Linked DNA regions of Capra hircus: region 2 is linked to region 1. The links are chromatin contacts, called in public Hi-C maps. All regions are on one chromosome and are shown on one strand. The core of a region is the stretch at or near the end of the contact, and the rest is flanking DNA. Distances in the headings are between cores, read along the strand shown. Region 1 overlaps LOC108636385 (a long non-coding RNA gene). Region 2 holds the start of IRF1 (interferon regulatory factor 1).

Evidence for each region. Hi-C and Micro-C count contacts between places; a contact is called where the count stands out from the background.
Region 2: a contact with region 1 is called in a Hi-C map of blood, with 4 times the contacts expected there. The contact joins the promoter of IRF1 here to the enhancer-like site in region 1. A contact is called at or near these places in 4 of 5 Hi-C or Micro-C datasets (blood and liver).

The regions. Positions count from the first base shown.
Region 1 is chr7:88,570,379-88,574,325 of ARS1.2, reverse strand. All of the region lies in intron 2 of LOC108636385 (a long non-coding RNA gene), which reads right to left. Among named protein-coding and RNA genes, the nearest start is that of SLC22A5, 61 kb to the right of the region's middle. Within about 2 kb of position 1,650, at least 3 of the 5 cell types and tissues checked have an H3K27ac peak or open chromatin away from gene starts, as enhancers often do.
Region 2 is chr7:88,635,012-88,639,227 of ARS1.2, reverse strand. IRF1 (interferon regulatory factor 1) reads left to right here and starts at 1,498. Exons shown (of 10, transcript XM_005682621.3): 1 at 1,498-1,915; 2 at 2,930-3,021. The coding sequence starts at 2,935. LOC108636385 (a long non-coding RNA gene) reads right to left here. Exons shown (of 3, transcript XR_001918330.1): 3 at 3,028-4,216.

The DNA.
Region 1 (3,947 bases), core at 401-2,900:
GAACAGGAAAGTTAGGAGACATGCCCAGAGCCACACAGTCAGAAAGGGCGGCTCTGGCTCTCGGGGTCGCGTGTTTTCCATGCTGTTCCCCACTGTGACATTCAGAGTTACTTTATAAAGGACACCTGTAAAATCATTTCAAAGCAAAAAAAAAAAAAAAAAAAAGGGAAGAGGGGCTTCAAAATACAAATAAAAATCACAACTCCCTGGACGTCGCTTAAGGTATAACCCTAGTCCCCTGAAGCACATTTTGCAGAATGTGTCCACTGAATCAGAGACCTCCAAGAAGGGGAAAGACCCTCAATAAGTTATTTTTTCCCCTCCTTGCTTCCCTGTGGGCAAGAATCCCAGGACGAGCCAAATTCTATGGATGACACCAGAAAGGTTAAGCAAAGTTGGCCAACTTAGGTCCTCCGCCGGGAGATTAAGAGGAAGACAGAACTAGGATTCCCATTTGTGTTAAGGTGGAGCCCCTCCAATCAAAACTTAAACCTTTTAATCTAATATTCAAGTACACCCTTTCTAACCTTAAAAGCAAATTTTATTTCACGACAAAGCTGGTCAATATTGAGTTCAGACCGTAGTTGGTCTTCCCTCTCCTGGCAAAGCTCTGTATCAGGACTGATAGTTGCAGACAACAGAACTAATAATAGTGGCTAATACTGCAAGGGAAGGGTCTAAACAGAATTCTGAGATCGAGGACAACCAACCAGGAACAGTGCTTCAACCACACCTTAGAGCTGGGAGGAGAGCAAGATCCTACCCTCCCTCAGTGCCCTGCGAGGCCCCTCCTCCCGCTGCTGCCTCTCCTCCCTGGCAGGAGGAGAGGGCTCTCTGGTGCACTGGCCTCCTTCCTGTTCCGCAAACAATCCCGACTCAGGGCTATGAATTTACTGTTCCCTCTGCCTGGAACACAGACATTCACTTCGCTTGCTCCCTGACTTCACCTAGACTTCTGCTCAAAGACCCCGTTAAAGAAGTGTTCCTGGACTATCCTGTCACTCTAAACCCTTTCCGTGCTTGACTCTTCCCCACAGCATCTACTGCTCCCAAACATTGCATAAAGCACTGCCTGTCGGAGCTTCCCTGGTGGCTCAGTGGCAAAGGGTTCACCAGCCAGTGCAGGAGACACAGGTTTGATCCCTAGTCTGGGAAGACCCTACACGCCATGGAGCAACTAAGCCTGTGCGCCACAACTACCGAGCCTGTGCTCTAGAGCCCAGGAACCGCCACCACTGAGCCCCCGCGACCTAGAGTGGTGCTCCACAACGAGAGAAGCCACCGCGATGAGGAACCCTCGCAACGCAACGAGAGTGTAGCCTCCACTCTCAGCAACTAGAGAAAAGCCCGCACAGCAGTGAACACCCAGCACAGCCAACAACAAATATATAAAATTAACAACAACAACAAAAAAGGGCACTGCCTGCCTCCAGAAGCAGACTGCAAGCACCACGAAGGCAGGTTGTTTTGTTTACTGCTGTAAGCTCAGAGGCTGACACCTTTAAGGTGCTTAGCTATTTGCTGAAAACTTTATGAAGGAATAAACAAAGGAATGAATGGAAAACTTCGGCACGCGTCCTCACATTCTCTGGCCTGCGCTGGAGGATTAAGGTAGCAGCAAGAGTCAACTTGTGTTACGGTTGCAGCTGTGCTGTCATCCTGCCCAGATCTCGATCAGCCCTGTGGCTCCCACCGTGGAGGGAAGACATGCCTGGGGACCTCTACCTCCAAAATTCCCCTGTCAGTCTCTGCAGCTCTGGGAACTTGCCTGGGCTGTTGCTGTGCAGACCATGAAGGCCTGGCTAGGTTCCTGTCCCTGTTTCCCCAGGGCCTCAGACAGGCTGGCAAGTGAGTTGGTTCAGCCCAGGGAGTGACACAAACAAGGGCAGCCATGTATAGATTCAGAGGGTCACACGAGGTCAGAGCTGGGGGAAGCCTTCGTGAACTGGAGGCCAGCCTGTGCTCTGCAGATAACGCAGGCCTGTGTGGACGCAAGTGTGTGTGTGTGTGTGTGTGTGTGTGTGTGTGTGTGTGTGAACTCTGGGGTCTGGCAGATCCAACCTCCATCAGCCGTGTGATTCTGGAGAGTCATTTGAGAAGACAACGTTTGAAAAACACTGCTTTTCTCAGGTGCAAAATGGAAATAAATGTCCCCCTTTTATATAGTAAGCTTGTCTTCCTGTTCAAAAGTCTTTACTTCCTACCCTTTGTGATATTAAGTCAAACTCCCTGGCTTGATCATCAAATCCCACTATCACCAAAATCCGGTCAGCCCAGTGTACCAGGTATGGTCCCTCTGACTCCTTCCGACACTCCCGCTCCTCCTCATATCTGCGCACTTTGGGCTACCACCCACTTTCTTCTCTCCTACCAGAGTCAACCTAAGCCCAGGGGCAGGCAGCACGAAGTCTCCCCAACATGGGCTTTTCTGGGCACTCACTGGTGTAAGTATTGCATGTTAACAGATAGGAACAAAGTTTTGACTCTCCAACCAGACTGTGGGATCCTTGAGGGCAACTGTCTCTTCTCTTATGATGTCTCCTCCCTACCAGGCATTAAATAATACATAAAAATTCTTGCTGACTCATCTGAAGTTAGAATTCAGTTAAAATGCTCCCCAATACTACCTCTATTACCCAAGGGAAGGGGAAAAAAAAACAAAAAAAAAAACCCCACCTCTACCTCCAACCCAGACTTGACAAGTAAAAGAACTCCCTGAAAACAATGCATTGAATAAATCACAAGGACTAGTCTCACTTCAAGATTTCAGGAAGGAAAACACAGTTAAACTGAAAACAGTTAACTGGTGTTCAAAAAAAAAAAAACCAAAACACGCACAACAGACAGACAGGAAGTGTTTTTTAGGACCAGGTCTATCAAAGACCCTTAGGGGCTGATTCACCCTTCAGCATATTCTTTCTAACACCTGCTTTTACTAAAAACCAACAGCTCAACTCCAGAGCTTTGTGAGTCAGAAGCAGAGTGAAACTGGACACAGAAGCACTCAGCTGTGAAGCACAACACCCAGCGAGCAAGCAACAGGCACACCAAGAATGACTGGCCAGCGCCTGTGGCCACAGGGGTGGGCCCTGGGGGAGCTGAGATTTCCCTCCTGCCTTGCTCCTCTCTGGGGCCCATGCCTCCGCTTCCCCCACTCATCTACCAAATACATCTGGAAAAAAGTACTTGCATAACCCCTCAAGTAAACTAATTCTACATTGTTTCAAGTAAGACCTAAGGACCAATGTATATTTCTTTCTTGTGTTTTTTAAAAGAATATTACAAGATACCACTTAGAAAACTCAAGAGATATATTAGAGTATCAAGAGAAGAATTAGATCTAATATCTTTTGATTTTAACCTGGCGTTAGATAATCTTTTTGAATGCAATTCTACATCGACACGAAGAAACTGCCCCTTTAAATTTCAAACAATGTCAACTTAGTTCTTTTCCTTTATCATATTTTTAAAAACAGGACTTGGTCACTACAGCTTACAGAGTCACGAAACACAGTCCACACAAAACCTGTACACAAAAATGCTCACTGCAGTATTAGTTGTAATAGTCGCAAAATAAAAGTAACCCTAACATCCACCAAATGATGAATGAATAAATAAAATGTGGTATCCCCATACAATAGAATATTATTTGGCAATGAACAGGAATGGAATGCTGACATATGCTACAATGTGGATGAACCTTGAAAACATCAAGCTAAAGTGCAAGAAGCCAGACGCAAAAGACCCCATACTGTATGGTTTTATTCATATGATCCAGGATAGGCTAATCTATAGGGACAGAAAGTAGATTAGTGGTTTTCAGGGGCTGGGGGAAATGGGGAGACTGGGGAGGCAATAATTAGGGGTACAGAGTTTTTTTTAGGGGTAATGAAAAATGTTTTAAGTTGACTTTGGTGATGAATGCACAATTCCATGAACATCCTAAA
Region 2 (4,216 bases), core at 249-2,748, 65 kb before region 1:
GTGCATTCCCACTCCCTTCTGTCATTTAAAGCACCCCAACCCTTCTCCCCCTTCCAGGGTTTCAGCACCTTCCATTTGCTTAACACCCAGGTAGTCTCATTCCTCACAGTTTCTCCTGCCTCTCTGCCTCTCAGCTCCCTCGCCCGTCAGTATCTGGGAGACAGCTCTGACCCATTCCTATTGGTTTCCTGGGAACCAAGTGTGGCCTTAGTCACAGCATCAGATTCTGGTGTACCAGAATTGGATTAACCCATCCATTTCCTCTGTGGGAGGAAAGCTATAGCGTGACTGACAGGTGGAATGGTGCATCCATGTGTCTGTTTCCAGCCTGCAGCACTGCAACTGGGTGCTGCTATGGAGGGAGAGCTGGGATGACAGGAATGACACAACCAACCTGACCTGGAAGAGAGATTTACTTCTGAGTCAGCAGCTTTGGGGAGATGAAGGAAGAAGCCTGCTGGCCAGAGCTCTGGAGAGAAAAATGAAGATTCAGCCCGACCTCTAGGTGTACAAGTAGGGCAAGGTCTAGTTGTAAGCACAGGAGTTCGATAGCTATCATTCCCAAAGCACCTGGGACCTGGGCTCCCCAACCGTTTAACTAGACCCATAGCCTTGATCAAAGTAAGCAAATACCCCATTTGCCCAGAATCTCTCTGGACCAAGCCCTGAGGCCCCAGAAACTAAACCCGTGCTGCCAGGGAAGGCTCTCATGCAAGGACCAAGTGAGGCTGTGGAGGTGGCCTAAGGCAGGAGTGCTAGGAGGAACCAAGGCTACCCCACCCCCACCCCAACTCAGCAGGCCTGGCTTCTCTGAAACCCTTCTCTCTTTCCCTAAGGCCAGCAGCGGGGCAGTCCCAAGAATGTAGATGGAGAAGCGGAAGAGGTCTGTCCCTGGTCACAGACTCTAGCAGGGGCCTCGAAAACCACGCATCATCTGCTGCCCAAGTAGGGCATGATGTTTCAGACATCATCTCTCTGTCACGGGAAAGCAGCAAAGTAGGGCTATTGTTTTGGAGTTGAGGAAACTACAGCTGCCAAACAGGGATTTCTTCTCGTCTTGGCAGCCCCACGCAGGGTAGGATTTCCTTTACTTCCCCGGGGAAGGTGAACCCCCCGGAGGTGGGCCACCCCTCGAAGGTTTGAAGGCCGAAACGCTCCCTGCTTGACACCCATTAATGGGCTTGAGGAAGCAGGTTGGTTTTCAAGGACTCAATGCTCGCGTCCACTCTGAAGAGGACGGCAGGTGCCGGGGTGAACCCCCTCACCGGGGCTGGGATGACAAGAGATCCCGGGGCATCCCCAGGAAAGAAGAGCAAGGAGATGGCCTCAGGAGCTAGCAGGCTGGGTGAGCGCCGAGTGAGGGGAGCAACTGCGGGCCGGGGGCGTTCGACTTTCCAGGAGCGCTGGTGCGCTGGTATGGGGGTGGAGTGGGAGCCGGCGGGGCGGGCCCGCGGTCGCCCCGGGGCGGCGGCGCCAGGCCGGAGGGGGTGGGGAGGGGCAGCCGCCCTGTACTTCCCCTTCGCCGCTAGCTCTACAACAGCCTGATTTCCCCGAAATGATGAGGCGGCGCTGGCCAATGGGCGTCCTCTCGGCTCTCTAGGAGGCGGGGCCCGGCCCGGGCTGGGGGAATCCCGCTAAGTGTTTAGATTCTCCGCGGCGCCGCGGTTCAGGCAGAGCGCGCCACTCCTTCGTCGAGGCAGGACGTGCGCCCAAGTCTGGCTAGCAGAGGCCAGCGAGAGCCGTGCCAAGTCAAGGCCAGCCGTGCCAAGTCAAGGCCAGCCGTGCCCAGCGGCTCCGCGACCCGGGCATCCTCTGCCTTCTCCCCGTTCCCACTGGAATCGCGCGCCTAGCGCCGGCAAAAGCAGTCCTCGCCGGGACCCTCGGTTGCTGCCGTCGGGGAGCGCCTGCCGTCGAGGTGAGCTCGCCTTCGCCGCAGGGGGCACCGGTGGCTTCGGACAAAGGCGCTCTCGGGGCACCAGGAAGTGGGGGACTAAAACCCTTGCCGGGAGAGTGACGGGTGCGCGGCGTTGCCGGGGCCCCCGCGCGGGCTCGGAGGGCGCCCGAGGAGCCGCAAGCAGCTGCGCGGGGAGGGCGGGCAGCGGCGTGGACCGCCCACCCCGCCGAGGTTGTCCGTGCCAGAGCCGCTGGCGGCCTCTGGGTGGCCCTCTGTGTTGGTTGCGCGCATCCAAGGGCTGTGCGGGGGATTCGACTGTATATCAAAGCATGGGCGCCCTTTGCTCCCTGCGCCCGCTTTTCGGCGGTTCCAGCTCAGGCCCAGCCCCCAGGTTTCGGGCTGTCTCTGCAGGTGGCGGAGGCTGGGGCCGGCTGCGCTGGGTGGTTGGAGGACCTCCCGGAACCGCGGGAAGAGGCGCCACAGGTGTTCTTTGGGCCACTTTGCCCAAGGAGGGCAGCCAGGCCCAAAGGGTTAGCGTACCGGCCTTGGCACTGTGGCTGTCAGGCAGGCAAGGGATAGATTGGGGGGGGTGGTGACGAGGATGCAGGGTGACTGTCCATTAGCGAAGGTGCACGGCTAGTGACAACAGCTCAAACAGGGAAATTTCTTGGCATCAAGCAAAAGAAGCCCCTCTCTTCCCAAACAATTTGAATTTGGGGAGTAAAGTTCTAGTATTTAGATATCTGTGTGTTTTGTTTCTTTTCCTTAACATAAATCTTCAAAGTATCACTTGGCATGTCTGTCCTCTCCCAAGACTGTCTAGGAGGGGCTGAGGGAGGGAGTGTGTTGCTCAAGATGCTGAAAAGATTTGGAGGGAGGTTTTATTAGAGAGAAAGTCCCCTTCTGCATGATTGTAGTACTTGGTATCTAGATGAGGGCAGGAGAGGGTAACTGAATGACTTGGGGTGGGGGTGGGTAGTGGCCAGGGACTGCTCAACAGACTCCTAACAGGAGCCTTCTGTCTTCTCTTCACAGCCAACATGCCTATCACTCGGATGCGCATGAGACCCTGGCTAGAGATGCAGATTAATTCCAACCAAATCCCAGGGCTGATCTGGATTAATAAAGTGAGTGTTACTCTTTGGACTTTTCTGCCACTGTTTTAACCTATGTTCTTTGGGGGTCCAACGCTTCAGATGCAGTTCAAAAAGAGAAGTGATAAGGAGTAGGTAGATGTATTTCCCAGTGGATCCTGCAGGGAGTGTATAAGACACAGCCCAGGCAGGGCCCCACTGGCTGCCTTCTGCCCACCTCCCTTCTGAGGCCACTTAACAGTTTTCCAGCAGCAAGATTCTCCCAGCATCTGCAGAGCCAGAGTTCTGGCCTGTACTGAGGGAGACCTCTACAGGTACACACAGCCTTCTAGAGGGCTCCACTTGGGCAGATAGGAGACAGAGAAGTGGGCACTGCTGGCAGGAAGAGGTGGCTGACCCAGCAGGTGAGCCAAGAATTAACCTTGCACCAGTTGTCCAGACCCAAGAGGCCTCTTGCTGCTGCAAAAAGAACAGACTCTGAAGGCTTAGTAGTACTAATAATAATAGCTAATGCTTACTCTGCTCACTTACTAGGAGTGAGCATGGCACCATGTTAAGTATGTTACTTACATTGTGTCATTTAATCCTCAAAGTAGCCATGCGAGGAAGATTTTACTAATATCTCCATTTTCAGATGAGGAAACAGGCACTGAGAAGTAGATAATGAGATCACACAAAAAGCGATGGAGCCAAGATTTGAACCTGAGCAACTCAACTCAAAAATCCATACTGTTAACCAGCAGTAATGATAACAGTGGGACCTTAGCTTTTATATTTGTTACTGCGGTATTGTTTTTTTTCCCCCATGTCATGGAAACCAGTGAGGGATACAGAGGTACAGTGTCAGTGCCAGGGTCACACAGGTAGTCACCATCCAAGTCTGGTCCTGGGCTGCTGCAGGTATATGACCAGAACTCCCTTCGTAGGAGCCAGTGTTCACAGTTGTTCTGAGAAGCCCCATATAATGGACCGAGTTCTCACTTCCATGTTGGTGCTGACAAGCCAGAGAGAAGCATCCAGGGGTCCTCTGTATGGGTCCTAGCACATCTGTAATGAGCAGAAGGAGGTCTTTGCTGACCTGATGATGCCATAGCTCATCAGAACCCAGAGCCTCTTCTGAGAGATCCAGAGGGATGGACCAGTCTGTTTAGGCCATTGTTGGAGTGGGTCAACCCCAGCCAGATGTCAGGGTGAAAAAGGGAAGTCAGTCTTTTCCCAGACCTCGGGG